3 separate regions of the Mus musculus genome follow, and regions 2 and 3 are each linked to region 1. A link is a contact called in public promoter capture Hi-C data. All regions are on one chromosome and are shown on one strand. Each heading gives the region's core, a stretch centred on a gene start, on an enhancer-like site or on the middle of the called end of the contact. The rest is flanking DNA. Distances are from core to core; before and after follow the strand shown. Region 1 holds the start of Atp6v1e2 (ATPase, H+ transporting, lysosomal V1 subunit E2). Region 2 overlaps Calm2 (calmodulin 2). Region 3 overlaps Prkce (protein kinase C, epsilon).

The links. Promoter capture Hi-C pulls out the DNA fragments that hold promoters and counts their contacts.
Region 2: a promoter capture Hi-C map of pre-B cells shows a contact between it and region 1, with 2.9 times the contacts expected there. The contact joins the enhancer-like site here to the promoter of Atp6v1e2 in region 1. A contact is called at or near these places in 6 of 39 promoter capture datasets (the 3T3-L1 cell line, cranial neural crest, liver and 2 more) and 1 of 115 datasets of contacts at active chromatin or transcription factors (memory CD8 T cells).
Region 3: a contact with region 1 is called in a promoter capture Hi-C map of liver, with 2.7 times the contacts expected there. The contact joins the enhancer-like site here to the promoter of Atp6v1e2 in region 1. A contact is called at or near these places in 8 of 39 promoter capture datasets (the 3T3-L1 cell line, 3T3-L1-derived adipocytes, cranial neural crest and 5 more) and 3 of 115 datasets of contacts at active chromatin or transcription factors (embryonic basal ganglia, embryonic limb bud and stem cell-derived neural progenitor cells).

What each region holds. Positions count from the first base shown.
Region 1 is chr17:86,945,209-86,950,037 of GRCm38.p6, forward strand. It overlaps Atp6v1e2 (ATPase, H+ transporting, lysosomal V1 subunit E2), which reads right to left and starts at 2,679. Exons shown (of 2, transcript NM_029121.3): 1 at 2,636-2,679.
Region 2 is chr17:87,436,989-87,441,817 of GRCm38.p6, forward strand. All of the region lies in intron 2 of Calm2 (calmodulin 2), which reads right to left. Among named protein-coding and RNA genes, the nearest start is that of Calm2, 7.5 kb to the right of the region's middle. Within about 2 kb of position 2,608, at least 15 of the 459 cell types and tissues checked have an H3K27ac peak or open chromatin away from gene starts, as enhancers often do.
Region 3 is chr17:86,533,570-86,538,398 of GRCm38.p6, forward strand. All of the region lies in intron 10 of Prkce (protein kinase C, epsilon), which reads left to right. Among named protein-coding and RNA genes, the nearest start is that of Gm30284, 91 kb to the left of the region's middle. Within about 2 kb of position 2,457, at least 124 of the 459 cell types and tissues checked have an H3K27ac peak or open chromatin away from gene starts, as enhancers often do. A contact at or near this core is called in liver, where this site is marked.

The sequences.
Region 1 (4,829 bases), core at 1,429-3,928:
AGAAACGCAAGCTTCACCCTCTGCCATTCTGTTTCTGTTCACTCACTGTCACCCAATAGCCGCAGGTCAGGGCCGTTCTAGTCCAGAGTTCTCTCTAGGCAGCAATGACCTAAGACTCAGGTAGGAAGGCAATGGAGTGGAAATACCAAATCAATACCTAAGCATAAAGAATGGCTCAGCATGGGGCTGGAGAGAAGGCTCGGCCATTAAGACCTGAGTTCGATTCCTGGTATTCACATGGAAGCTCACAACGACCTGTAACTCTGGTCCTAGGGGATCTGACACCTCCTTACAGCCTCTGCAGGCACTGCCACACAGACGTATATACAAACAAGTCCCCCATACATACAAAATAAAAATACCCAACGATTAAAAAAAAAAATCAATGAACACATTATAGGATGAGAAGGACGGAGGGGAATCATGAGAACCTGGTAATGCAGGACTCAATCCAGGAAGACTGCTTGGAGGCAGGAGGCTTCACAAAACCTGTTATGACATGAGAGTATGGCTAAGTGAGAAAAAAAGCACTCTGGGGAGAGGCGTGGGGTTGAAGAGGCTGAAGGCAGTCTTTTCACCAGGAATGGTGTCCAAGTTTCTGTATATATTTCAATCAGCCGGTAGACCTTTAAGAAGTCTGTGTTTGAAGGTCTCACTCAGTACCTGCTGCTCCTCATACACTGTTGTCATCAAAGTCTCTGCCAGTGTCACCTGGGATTCTGCATGTTAAAAAGACTGCAAGGCTAGGGTAAGAGTGCTTGCAAACAATCCCGAGAACCTGCGTTTGATCCCTAGGACCCTAATAAAGGTGGAAGGACAGAACCGAGTTGACCTCTGACCTCTGTGAATGTGTGACAATGATAATCAGTGCACATCCTCATTCACAGACTTTTGTCATATACACGTCCTCCTCCAATGGTAATGGAGCAGGAGGAAAGAGAGAACGAGGAGGAGGAGGAAAAGGAGGCGGGGCAGGAGGAGGAGGAGGAAAAGGAGGCGGGGCAGGAGGAGGAGGAGGAAAAGGAGGAGGGGCAGAAGGAAGAGCAGGAGGAGGGGCAGGAGGAGGGGCAGGAGGAGGAGGAGCAGGAGGAGGGACAGGAGGAGGGGCAGGAGGAAAGAGAGAAAGAGGAGGAGGAGGAAAAGGAGGAAGGAAAGGAAGAGGAGGAGGAAAATCCTGGTAGAGCATTTACTTAATAAGCCCTTGACCCTGGCTTTTATCCTTGCACACCAAAATCAAACAAAACACACCAAAAAAAAAAAAAAAAAAAAAAACCCACAAAAACAAATAACCAAAAATGAAAACAGAAGACGTTAAAAGATCTTCCCTACTCGGGCCATAAAATGCTGTCCCAATGGCATGATACGGCCAAGGCACTAGTGAGCTTACAACCGCTGTAGTTGCCTGTATGGGGCCCACCTAAGACTGAACTCACGAGCATTCGGTCTTAGACAGAGGAGGGGTCAGTGGGGTCCCACACACCCAGGGAAGCTAGCGGAAGCCTGACCTGCTGCAGGACAGAAAGTCATTTCTTTAGTGATGCCGCCACCCACGAGTGACATCACTCCATCCACACCCACGTGAGTGATCTGGTTAAACTCAGTGGGTCACAAAACAAAAAACAAAGTAAAATCAACAAAACTAAAAGTCAAGAAAATATGGTGACGCTTTGGTGAGAGGACAGGAGGCACAGTGGGAGGTGTGGGCACAGAGCGTAAGGAGGGTGAAGGGATACCTGTGAGCAGAATGTATTATATACATATATGAAATTATCAAAGAAATTGATTTAAAAACTCAAATCTCATCAGGCTCAGGAAAATATATGAACAAAATAAGAATATCCAAAATATAAAAAGGACTAAATAATTTTTTAGAGCTAAAGAACAATTGAATTAGAAAGATATTCAAAGCATAAGCAGGACTACTAAGATGGCTCCGTGGGTAACAGCACTTGCCACCAAGCCTGAGGATCTGAGTTCAATCCACGGCACGCACATGGTGGAAGACCCCAGCTCTGGTCAGTTTTCCTTTAGCTTCACACCTGTGCCCTGATACACATTCACGTAATTTTAAATTCTCAAAACAGCCAGGTGTGGCAGCTCAAGCCTCTGATCCCAGCTCCTGGTGGGCAGAGGCAGGCAGATCTCTGTGAATCTAATGCCAGCCTTTCCACAGAGTAAGTCCCAGGCTGACTAGACCCACGTAGCAAGTTCCTAAATCAGATAATCTTTCTGAAAAGCATATTATTTATCTTATGTTATTTGGAGGTATACTTTTGAAAACTAAGGTTTTTTATGACTAGAGCAAAAACACTCCCTGCTCCTACACAAGACATATCGATGAAATAAGTTTTAAAAGGCTCCCCGAAAGCCGGACGTGGTGGCGCACCCAGCACTCAGGAGGCAGAGGCAGGCAGATTTCTGAGTTCGAAGCCAGCCTGGTCTACAAAGTGAGTTCCAGGGCAGCCAGGGCTATACAGAGAAACCCTGTCTTTAAAAAAAAAAAAAAAAAAAAGGCTCCCTGAGTAACTCCAAAGGTCACCAACTTTGGGAGCCACCCTAGATGAAGGGTAAGGGGTGTGAAATGTCGGACACCCGGACATGTGTGGAGGAATAGACACTCTAGCTGAGCCCTTACCACTTCCATGCCAGGAGCTGCCTTTGGTCTGGCGCCGGGAGTCTGACACAGAATGTGGAATTTGGAACGCTCACTGGAACCTGGCACTGCGGACCCTTCTGAACAGATGATTACGGCCGTCTGACCAGGCAGCTCGAATTCACAGAGCCAGTCTACCCCTTCGGAGGGCTGGCCAGCTCTGCCACAAAGAGTCCGAGAGAGGGTTCCTTGGCACCTGGACTGTGGCTGGGCTTGTCTTTCACGCTCAGAATCTCAATTAAGTAGGCACAGAGTTGGCCCCACTCTGGGGTGGGCTTCCCTTAACTGACATGTGTACAGACCCAGTCAGCCAGTTTATTAATTTACTAATGAAAAATACAGCTGCCGTGCTGGTGGGTCATGGCCTCTCTTATTTGGCCTGTGGAGCCAAATCGGAAGGCTGTTTAATGAGAAAGCCGTCTAACGACAATTCACCAGATGGTCTTTAAGAGAGCACTCCTATCACAGGCTGCTGGGCTTCTTTTCATGGTGGAGGCACTTCTCCATGCCCAGACAGGGCCAGCTTCCACCGTGCAGGCTCCACAGTGAGGCTGCCTGAAGCTCCCACCCCGCTCTTCACTGACCACGCATGTGATTTTGCTGAAGCAGCCGGATCCCCTCCCCCAGCCCCCCCAGCTTCCTCAGGAGTATAATGGAACGTGACAGCATCTACATAGCGTGGCCTTAAATGAAAGGGAGGGTTTATCATAGTGGTACGCAGAGTCGGTCTTCGTGGACGCTAATTGCCTCGGACAACCCTATTTGCCGCTTCACATTGCAGCCCCTGTTTGAACATAAAGGATCTAGAGCAGACCTGACTCTCACTAGCTTGGCCTCCTTGTTAAACTTAGTAACCCTGTCTGGAGTTCACGGACTCTTCTAACATGTCTCGGTGTCCTTGTCCCCAGTCCAGACACAGCCAGACTCTCAGAAATAGTGGGTAAAGTTCTGAATTCCGAGGCCCTGGTCTGGGGGTGAGGGTGGATCATCTCATAGCTAGTTGCAATTCCCCCTTCCTGATGCTGCAGTCCACAAGCCTTGTGGCTCCCTCCCTGGGCACCAGCATTCGTTGGTACTGGACTTGGAAGCAGCTGTGGGGTGGACTGGGCTGAAATTCAGGCCTGGATGGGCCGGGCTGAAATTCGGGGCTGGAGCAAATGTGTCTACAGGAACTCGGTATCCAGGTCACGTGTCTGGCAGATGTAACTTTCTGCCTGTCTGGGACAGAGATTATGAGCTCACACTGGCCTGTGATTTAAGCAAAACAGCAAACCAAACTGAGAAACCTCATGATTGCTTTTGCACAAGGCCTTGGAAGTGGCATTTGCCCAGCAGATCAGATCTCTAAGGCACACATAACTCCCAGCATCTACCCCACACACAATAGCAGGGTCTCTTTGCTGCTTCAGACCCCAAATGCACAAGTCCAGTTCCACTTAGCAATGTTTGTTCACACTGCTCCCTCAAGTAAAATGTTCACTTGTCTAAATCTCACCTTCACTTTCGGATCTAGTTTGAGTCACACTGCTTCTTGGGCCTCTGGGCTCCTCTTTAAAATGACACCCACAAATATAAAATCACGAATTCTGAAATGTGCCCTCCACAGTCAGTGACAGTAAGGACGACCGCAGTGCGGCCAACATTCCTTGTTTAAAAACTAACTTACTTTGTGTGGAAGTGTTTGTGTCTCAGTGGGGACAGTGACAACTCAGAGCTGAGCCCAGGTCCGGGGACCCCATCGAGGCAGGTGCAGATGGATGCTGCTTCACTGATCGGACTTGGAGTCAGGAAAAATGCTCTCTCCAATCTCTCTCTCTCTCTCTCTCTCTCTCTCTCTCTCTCTCTCTCTCATCTTCCTACATTGCAAATTACAACATACATTCAGAAAAAGTACACAGAATGCAAATGTGCAGTTTAATGAGTTATTACCAGGCAAATACTTGGAAACTATCGCTCAAGTCAAGAAATGAAGGATAAAGGGTCTCCAAGACCCCTCAGTAGGTAAAGGTGGCTGCCACCAAACCTGATGACCTGAGTTCAGTCCCTAAGGGCCACACGATGGAAGCAGAGAGCAGACCCCCACAAGTTGTCCCCTGCCTTCAGATAATGTGCATGGCATGTTCATACCAACACGCAAAAGAAAGAAATGAATCTTTTAACAAGGAATGCTGACAGC
Region 2 (4,829 bases), core at 1,358-3,857, 490 kb after region 1:
CTCACTTGATTAATCCACACGAGAAGTCAATACTCAAACACCTCTCGGCCTCCTTAGGAACTGCAGTTTCCTTTCCACCTTACACCGACACGGCTCTGGATTTTGTCTGCTTTTATAGTCAAATGTTACCAGTTTTATCCGTTTAATCTCTGGTCATTTTGTCTATGCCCATTCATAAATGCATTTTTGTCTATGCATTTTCTCATCCTCTGACTATCCAATAAAACAGATTCCCCTTGATTGACCTCAGGAAAGACATGTAATAATTTTATAATCCTCAGCAACTCCAGGAGCTAACAAACACCAGGGAAGTCACTTTAACTAGTTCCCCCGAAGTCTATAAAAAAGCTGTACTAAATGCTACTGATTCTTTTTTTTCTTCCTACTTCTGCAACCAGTAGTTTGGTTCAAAGCTCCCCTCCTCTTTGCTTCTACTATGTAAACTGCCTCCTTATTTGAGTTCTTTTGTGAAAAGTACCCAAACAATTACCAGATCCTATTACCTTTGAGGACACCACGGCACTTATGCAGCATATAAACACCTGGTCAGCTTTTTACTCGGGTTCAGCTGTACTGACTCATCTGTGGTCACTCAACACTCTCCACATACGTGCATACAACACTCTCTCTCCACATACCTGCACACAACACTCTCTCTCCACATACCTGCACACAACACTCTCTCTCCACATACGTGCACACAACACTCTCCCCACATACGTGCACACAACACTCTCTCCACATACGTGCACACAACACTCTCTCTCCACATACGTGCACACAACACTCTCTCTCCACATACGTGCACATAACACTCTCTCTCCACATACGTGCACACAACCCTCTCTCTCCACATACGTGCACATAAGACTCTCTCTCCACATACGTGCACACAACACTCTCTCTCCACATACGTGCACACAACACTCTCCACATACGTGCACACAACACTCTCTCTCCACATACGTGCACACAACACTCTCTCTCTACATACGTGCACACAACACTCTCTCTCCACATACGTGCACACAACACTCTCTCTCCACATACGTGCACACAACACTCTCTCTCCACATACGTGCACATAACACTCTCTCCACATACGAGCACATAACACTCTCTCTCCACATACGTGCACATAACACTCTCCACATACGTGCACACAACACTCTCCACATACGTGCACATAACACTCTCTCCACATACGTGCACATAACACTCTCTCTCCACATACGTGCACATAACACTCTCTCTCCACATACGAGCACACAATACTCTCTCTCCACATACGTGCACATAACACTCTCTCTCCACATACGAGCACACAATACTCTCTCTCCACATACGTGCACATAACACTCTCTCTCCACATACGAGCACACAATACTCTTTCTCCACATACATGCACACAATACTCTCTCTCCACATATATGCACAGGTCTAGTCCATTCAAACATCTCCTGAGGAACTCATCTATTATCTGTCAGAAGCTTAATTAGGAACTGGGTGCAATAACTGAGTAACCTGTATACAGTACTAAGACACCAATCTAATTACTATACAAATCAATGCATTCCCCACCTACAAACAAGATGCACAAATTATCTAGAAATAAATTATCAGACTAGGTCCATAGTCAATCATTTACCAAATTATTAAAAGGTTAAAGTATGTCGGGCGTGGTGGTACACGCCTTTAATCCCAGCACTCAGGACGCAGAGGCAGGCGGATTTCTGAGTTCGAGGCCAGCCTGGTCTAAAGTGAGTTCCAGGACAGCCAGGGCTACACAGAGAAACCCTGTCTCGAACCTCCCCCCCCCCCCAAAAAAAAGGTTAAAGTACTTAAAGAGTTACATACTTAACCATAAAAATGATCTTTTATCATTTATGTGCATAACCTCCCAATGTCTAAGTAGCAACAATCAAGTTATTATATGGTTTAACTACGCTAACCTATTTGTAGGAAATAGACGGCAAAGTTTATGTATTCTAAATTTCAAAGGTTTAAAACATTCATGGGTCAGGCCACAGTGACACACCTGTAATTCCAGAACTGGAGAGGCTGGGGCAGGAGGATCGAGAATTAGAGGCCTGCCTGGGCCTTGTCTCCAAACAAAACACATTATCCATGCTATACCTCTTAATTTATGTACAAAATAAAGGAAACTAATGACATTATTCAAAGGCCAAATCTATATTCTTTTTTTTCTTTTTTTTGGTTTTTCGAGACAGGGTTTCTCTGTGTAGCCCTGGCTGTCCTGGAACTCACTCTGTATACCAGGCTGGCCTCGAACTCAGAAATCCGACTGCCTCTGCCTCCCGAGTGCTGGGATTAAAGGCGTGCGCCATCACTGCCAGGCGTCCCTCTGCTTTTGCAGTTCATCTGCTCTTCAGAACCAGCACAACATGTACTTACACACAGGAGCACTTTATTCTAAGCATTCATTCCCATTAATAATATCAGAAATATAAAATCAGGAGCTAAAAGTTAAATACGTAATAAAAATACTCACTATCACAGCTATCTTATATGTAGGTGTAAAGGGCCCACTCCAAAGGGCTTCTATGCCAAGACTGAAATTTTCACAAGTCAGAATTTATTTTTAGTTTTATTTGTTCAGTTAAGTAACTGTAAGAATTGAGACTATTTCTCAACAAAGGGAAATGAGTGCCCCAGGGCACAGCAAGCCTCTGTAGTCAGGGTAACCACTGCTACAAATGGATAAGATTAATGTTCTTTTTTTAAGGTATTTTCTTTATTTACATATCCAGTGCTAAAGATTAACGTTCTAATCAAATCTGGACCTTCAAAGTTTAAGACTGAGATTTCATTTAAAATTTTTTAAGTACCTTTCACTACCAGTCTTTCAAATGTGAAACAATAAGGTTACTGGTGTCATGCTAGAATGAGTTATTCTTTAGAAAATTATCTTAAGGTAATATAGATTTTAGTAACTTTCACCAGAACAAGTACTATTTCATTTCTAGACTAAGTTATTTACTGTTAGAATTTCTAAACAAATCTATAGTAGTAATCGTTATACTATGAGAATAAAAATAGTTTCAACTGCTCATATAATGTCACATTTTAAGTCCCTAGATGGTCAACATTTCTTCCTGGAAGGATGAGATTTTAGACTCCAGAATATCACTGACCACCAACTTTAAGAAAAAGGCAAAACAAAACCAAAACCCAAAAACCAACTGTGCCTTTAAGGTAGATTGAACTTCAGGAGCAGGGCCCTTGGAGAGGCCAGGACGGACACTGCTAGTGGGTTCTCTGCACTGCTCTGCAGTTATCCACTCAGAAAACACTTACTTACAACATAATGCACAGTAGGCACTGGGCTTGACATTTGTACTAGAGAAAAAGGCAAAACAGAGAAAGAACTCCTCTCCAGCCAGCCCCTGCCTTTTATAAAGCCAACGTTAGGACAGAAACTATCTAGCTATGGAGTTTAGGCTGCTCTCAAATTTGTGAGCCCCTTGCTTCAGACCCCAAGTGTTGAGACTATTTACCTTGGAAAGACAACTTTCTGATAACTACAAGTCATTGAAGACTTCATCTATTACACTGACCAGATATACAGAGCTTTCTAAAAGAATCGAATATGATAGAAAACTTTTTTTTGTTTTGTTTTGGTTTTTGGTTTTTTCGAGACAGATGTAGCCCTGGCTGTCCTGGAACTCACTTTGTCGACCAGGCTGGCCTTGAACTCGGAAATCTGCCTGTCTCTGCCTCCCAAGTGCTGGCATTAAAGGTGTGTGCCACCACTGCCCAGAATGATAGAACCCTTATATCAATACATTTTTCTACCCTGAAATGTCTGTTGTAAGCAGGAGGGACCAATATTTGACCAGATACATGAGACAGTCAAAAGTGTCAGAAAGGAACTATTAGCCCAACCTAATCGCCCAAAGGGGGGAAATACAAAAAAAAAAAAAAAAAAAAAAAAAAAAAAAGCTGAGGAAAAAAAGGAATTCTTGGTAATTTAATGGTGTAACTAAGGTTGGAGTTCTTTAGCATATGTGTGACTGAATTTCAACATAACAAACCAATACAACTGAACAAAAAATTCAAAGCTCTGCCTTATTACTTCAATATACACAAGATATTATCTTACCAACCTGCAAAATTAAATGCTAGATTTAAATCAAATTATTAATTTAGCAGTTTTTTAAAAACCTGTTTAAATTTAGTCCTTAATCCAGTAGCCTTTTACTTTATATAGTCATCAAATATTTGAGGACTAGTGATTTCTAACAGTTTCCAGGTTTCTGTAGATTTGCAGGAATCGTAGATTTACTCTAAAAGGATGATACAGTTGAACTTTAAAAGCTGAGGTAAATGCTCAGGTAACAGAGCATGCTAGAGCATTGGGGGAGGGGAGGTAGAAGGGTCATAAACTGCAAACCAGCTGGACTTTCATAGCCCGAGCTAGACAGTTAAACTGTCAAACACTCACATGCCAGGGGTAGAACCATCAGCATGTGACCAGTATGCATAAGGCCCTCGGTTCAGTCTCCAGCACCAGAGGGGGAAAAACATTTGGACACATATCAAATGCCTCTGAATTACTGAGAAAATGCAAAGTTAAAATTGCTGATAAAAGTCTTAGGAGGCCACATATAATGGCGATGCCTAAAATCCCTTGCTTGCACTCAAGAGGCAGAATTAAATGAGTTCAAGGCCAGTCAGTTCTTCAGAGCAGGACCTTGTATTCAGAAACAGAGAGAGAGAAAACACAACTGGCAGCTTCCACATTTCACAATCAGATAGTTGTCCCAAATATCACAATAAAGCCGAGAGTCCTGGCAGGCAGGTTACAC
Region 3 (4,829 bases), core at 1,207-3,706, 410 kb before region 1:
ATGGGGTCTTTGCAGAGATAAGCCAATCCGAGAGGCAGTTCGCCCTTGACTGTTTGCCCTTACGCCTGTCCCTTGTGGCATTCTCAAGCACTTGTGTCTGGCCTGGGCCACCGGCCTGCCTCTCGTACCTGCCTGCTTAAGGCAGCATCTGAATTATTTTTGAAGCAAACAAGCAAGAGTTGTTGAATGTTCAGAATGCCGGTGACGGTGCGTCTGGTTAATATACGAGGTCTCCTTATCGCTTTCCGCTCAGGGTTGGACATTTGCAACCTTACCATCTAAAGGGAGCAAACATTCGGAGTGAATAAACTGAATGGTAGTCACTCTGTGTTCCGTTCATTTCTTTGTTTGCTTTTGTTTTGAGACAGAGTTTCACTATATAACCCTTAGTGGTCTGGAACTTGCTTTGTAGACCAGACTGGCTTCAAACTGACAAGAGATTTCCCTGCTCTGCCTCCTGAGTGCTGGGATTAAATGCATGTGCCACCACCCCAACCACCAGCATATTCTATATTTTATTAATGAATATGAGAACATTTCTTGGGCTCAGAATTATTCACTATTGGAAGTTGAGAGAAGGGCCATTTGGTCCAACATATATTTTCTCTGAAGGACATAGTGGTTTATTACAGAAATGTATTTCCAGTCCCCTTAGAACTGAAGTTAACAAAATGGATAACCAGTGTAGGCCCTCCTGCTCCAGTCATGATGTGTGAAGTCACACAGGCTGGCCTCTTCATGAGCTTTGTGTGAACAGCCCAGGAGCCTGCTATACTGGAATATCATTGCTGCTCACAAATACGTCATGACACCCACTGTAGATGAGGCTTGAAGTGGGTCTCAGAGTCACCATGGCCCAGGTGACCACACAGTCACTGTGACTGAGAGACTTTTGGAGGGAGACAGGAAAGCCACTATGATCAGTGGTGCCCTCTCATGCTAGGCACACAAAGATGGCTTTGCCTCCCAGGTCCCTGAAGGCCACTGTGGCAGAGGATTCAGAGCCAGAAGACCTTGGGCTCACCAGGGTCCCTCTACCCTCTCACTGGTGTCTACCTGGTGTTCATCCCCGGGACCCAAGGATTCACGGATGAACCTGTCAGTCTTACAGTCAGACAGAAGGTCTGCTTGTTTGTTTCTGTAATGGTTTGCTCTTCATTCTGTTTTTTTGTTTGTTTGTTTGTTTTGTTGTTGTTTGTTTGGTTTTTTTGTTTTTTGTTTTTGAAAAATTAGTTTGTTTTATTGTCTCTGATTCCTCCCTGGCCAATGTTGTGGTTAGCCCAGTGTCCCAGAGAGGCCCTTTCAGTCAGTTTATGGAAACTGAGTCCTTCCTTAAAATGGTTCCTGTAGACGGGCTGGAGTGGAGCTCAGTACTGGAGCCTGTGCTTAGTGTGGACAGGGGCCTGGGCTTAGCTCTGAGGATGGGGGGGGGGGGTAGCTCAATGGGACAGCACCTGTCCAGCATGCCTGAACACCGGGGTCTGATACCCAGAATGACAAAGAAAAAAATGCATGCTAGAGAAAATTTCAGTGCCTCCTTGGCACCTAATCGGGGCTGCCACCTGGTCACCTCAGCACAGGGCTGGCAGTCCTGAGTGTCCTGTTGGCACCTTGCCCCCATTCACTCTTCAGTTAAATACTCCTTGCTAGGAGTACAGTGCTGTTGAGGGCTGGGGACGTGAGTCGAGCCAGCTAGACGAAGGCTCCTGCTGAAGACAAGATGGAAGGCAGGGCTGAGAGCCAGGGAGTGTGCTGTGGTCTCCCTGTGGGTCTTCCTGGCACATGGATGGGCTTGCTCCATCCAGTCAGTCTCTTCCTGCAAGCCACGGGCCGTGTGTCATGAGCGTCCCGCTAGATTGCTAAAGCTGTGCTTGGGAATTAGAAACAGGACACAAACTGAGGACTAAGCAGTAAACGGGAAAGCCGGAAAGGATGCTGCCTGGGGTTCTCTGAGACCCACAGCAATGCTCTCCTTACTGGCAGATTGCATTTCCCCTCCCACTCCTGACCATAGGTCCTTTCATTTCCTGTATCCTTTTCACTAAATTGAAGGATTAATGTACATGTTATGCACTTAAACAAAATGCATAGATATTCAAGCAGTTTCTCCATCTTACTAGATAGATTCTTAGCATTCACATTAAGAATGGCTAAAGGGGCCGGGCAGTGGTGGCTCACGCCTTTAATCCCAGCACTTGGGAGGTACAGGCAGGCAGATTTCTGAGTTCAAGGCCAGGCTGGTCTACAAAGTGAGTTCCAGGACAGCCAAGGCTACATAGATAAACCCTGTCTCGAAAAAGCAAAACAAACAAACAAACAAAACAAAAAACAAAACAAAACAAAAAAATGCCCAATGGAGAAAAGCGAACAATTTTCTCCCTACAGACCTTACCAAGTATCTTGCAGTTAACCATTTCAGCCACTAGGTGGCGAGAGTAGTTAGCAAGGCAAGTGGGTCTTTGTGACTCATCCAGGCAGGAAGAGGAGACTGGAGACCTAAAATAGTTTAACTGAGCGAGGTGACCAAACGGGTGCCGTTCTAGAAGGATACACTCTGAAGCTTCTGGTTTCCAGTATTGGCAAATATTTCCTTTCATATACAAAATTCTAAAGTTAGACAGGAAGAAAAATAAGAGTAGGACTAGCTCTCAAAAAGCAGAGCCGTAGAAGCTTGCCCTGTCTGGTCCTACTTTTGTCTGTTTGAAACGAAGACGCTGAAATAATTTCTGAGCTCATAAGCAGACTACAGTGTCTGCAGCTGCGCTCTAAACCCCACCCGGTGGGGACAGAGCTGTTTGGAGCTCTATGAAACAGGCCGAGTTTGTTTGTTTTTATTTTAAATAGAAGTAAACCGCGCTCCCAGGATAGAGAGCCCAGCTACCGTGCTACTCTGACCATCTTGAAAACTGACAAGAAAGAATTTGTCAAGTGTTTGGTCCGATTGAGGTCTCACTGTTTTCTTCTGGGTGATTCCTGTTCGGTAGGAACGGGAGCAGCGCTTTCCTATCAAACTCACGATAGGAACCCGGGGAGAGGGCGGGAGATACATTTGTAATGACTTCACAGAATTTCCCTTCCTCTGTGAATACCTGTCCCAGGCGTGGGTCCTCAGATTCTCCACTGGCTAATGACATTTTAGTGTCTATGGAAATCATTAACTTCCCTGAGAGACTCAGCCTCATTCCTTTGATAACTGAAGCTGCCTATATCGCAGCGATGCATTCCTCCGTACTCCGTACTCTTTGGTAGTCACCAGTTAATCAGATTTCCTTCTGCTGATACTTTCTTTAATAAGAGGTATTTGGTGATGACGGAGGGGCAGTTCTAGCAAACAAAGGGTTTAAACCCAGCCCCAGGGGCTCTGGTTACGGCAGCCCACACCCGATGCAGAGCCTGACTGAATGCTATCGCTTTTCTAGATTAGATAGAAGAATTAGGGAAACATTTTTTTAGGATACCTATGGTCTGGTTTTGGTGACAGTTCATACAGTGGGAACTAGAAAATGTTGCGCTGGCCTAATACTGATAACAGAAAGTATTTTAGAAGGCAGCACTCTATTTACAGTTTTAGTAGACTATCTTTTATTTATTTACTGTTCATATCATAAATGTAAACAACGTGTCACCCCACAAGCACCCTGACGCGCCCTCTCCCCCCACTTCATGTACCTTTTTAAAAGATTTGTTTATTTATGTTGTGTGTATGAGTGTTTTGCCTGCATGTATGACTGTGCTCTACATGTATGTATGGTCCCTGCAGAGGTCAGAATAGGGTGTGGGATTCCCTGGAAATGGAGTGGTTACAGATGCTTGTGAGTCACCTTGTGGGTTCTGGGATATGATCCCAAGCCCCCTGCAGTAGCTACAAGGGCTGCTAAGCACCAGCCGTCCCTTTAGTGCCTCTTCTGGCTCTGTTGCTCTTGTGATCCACCAAGCCAGGTTCTTTCTGTGGGATCCTTAGTGTGACACAATGCTCTCCTTCATCCTCGCACGTGTCTCTGTCATGGCCCAGGCTGTGGACATTGCCATTACCCATGAGTATGGGGGATAAGGGCTGGGCGGAGCCATTGCTGTTGCTACTGAGACCTTCAGCGGTACACGTCATTTGCAACCAGAATATGAAGGAGGGGGACGGTGACCTACTTTCCAAACTTGCAAGATCATGCTTGAATCTATGTGACCCTTAGACATTCTTGACCTTTCCAAATTTTTTATCTAAATTCTGCCCGATTTCAGAGCTGGGACTTGATGTTTTATGATAGCGATTCTTCAAATTGTTCCTATTCAATAGGTTTTTTTTTTAAATGGCAATCAGTAGTGGTGATATAGTCCTGAACGATACAGAATTAAGCAATAACCAGTGAGCTCTGTCTGTGGGGCCACCGGAGAGGCTCGGGTGGTGTGGCCAAGCCTGGATTCTATCCACACTGCCACACACTCCCCCCCCCCCCTAATTTTTAAAGGTGTCTATTAAGAAAGAAAAATGGGAGAGATGGCTGTTTGAACCCTGCACCTTAAAAGAATGCTGTCTATCTAGTATGCTTTGGTCATATGGAAGTGGTTATCTCTGAAAGTCCACTGAGAACCTTAGTCCAAAACAATAGTTTAGTCTGTCTTGTTTTCTCACATTCTTTTGAAATTCCTTATTTCCCAACAAGGGGGGAAGTAGGTGTCACTTAGGCGACCACTTTCTGAGACTCCCCGAACAGCACGCAGTCACCTCTCCTGTCCTCTTAGGCTCCTGGGTTGGAGGGTGAGCATCGCCCAGCTAGTGAAAGCTTTACCTAATTCTGTCCATCAGAAGGCGGGAAGGCCATCTGCGTGCGGGG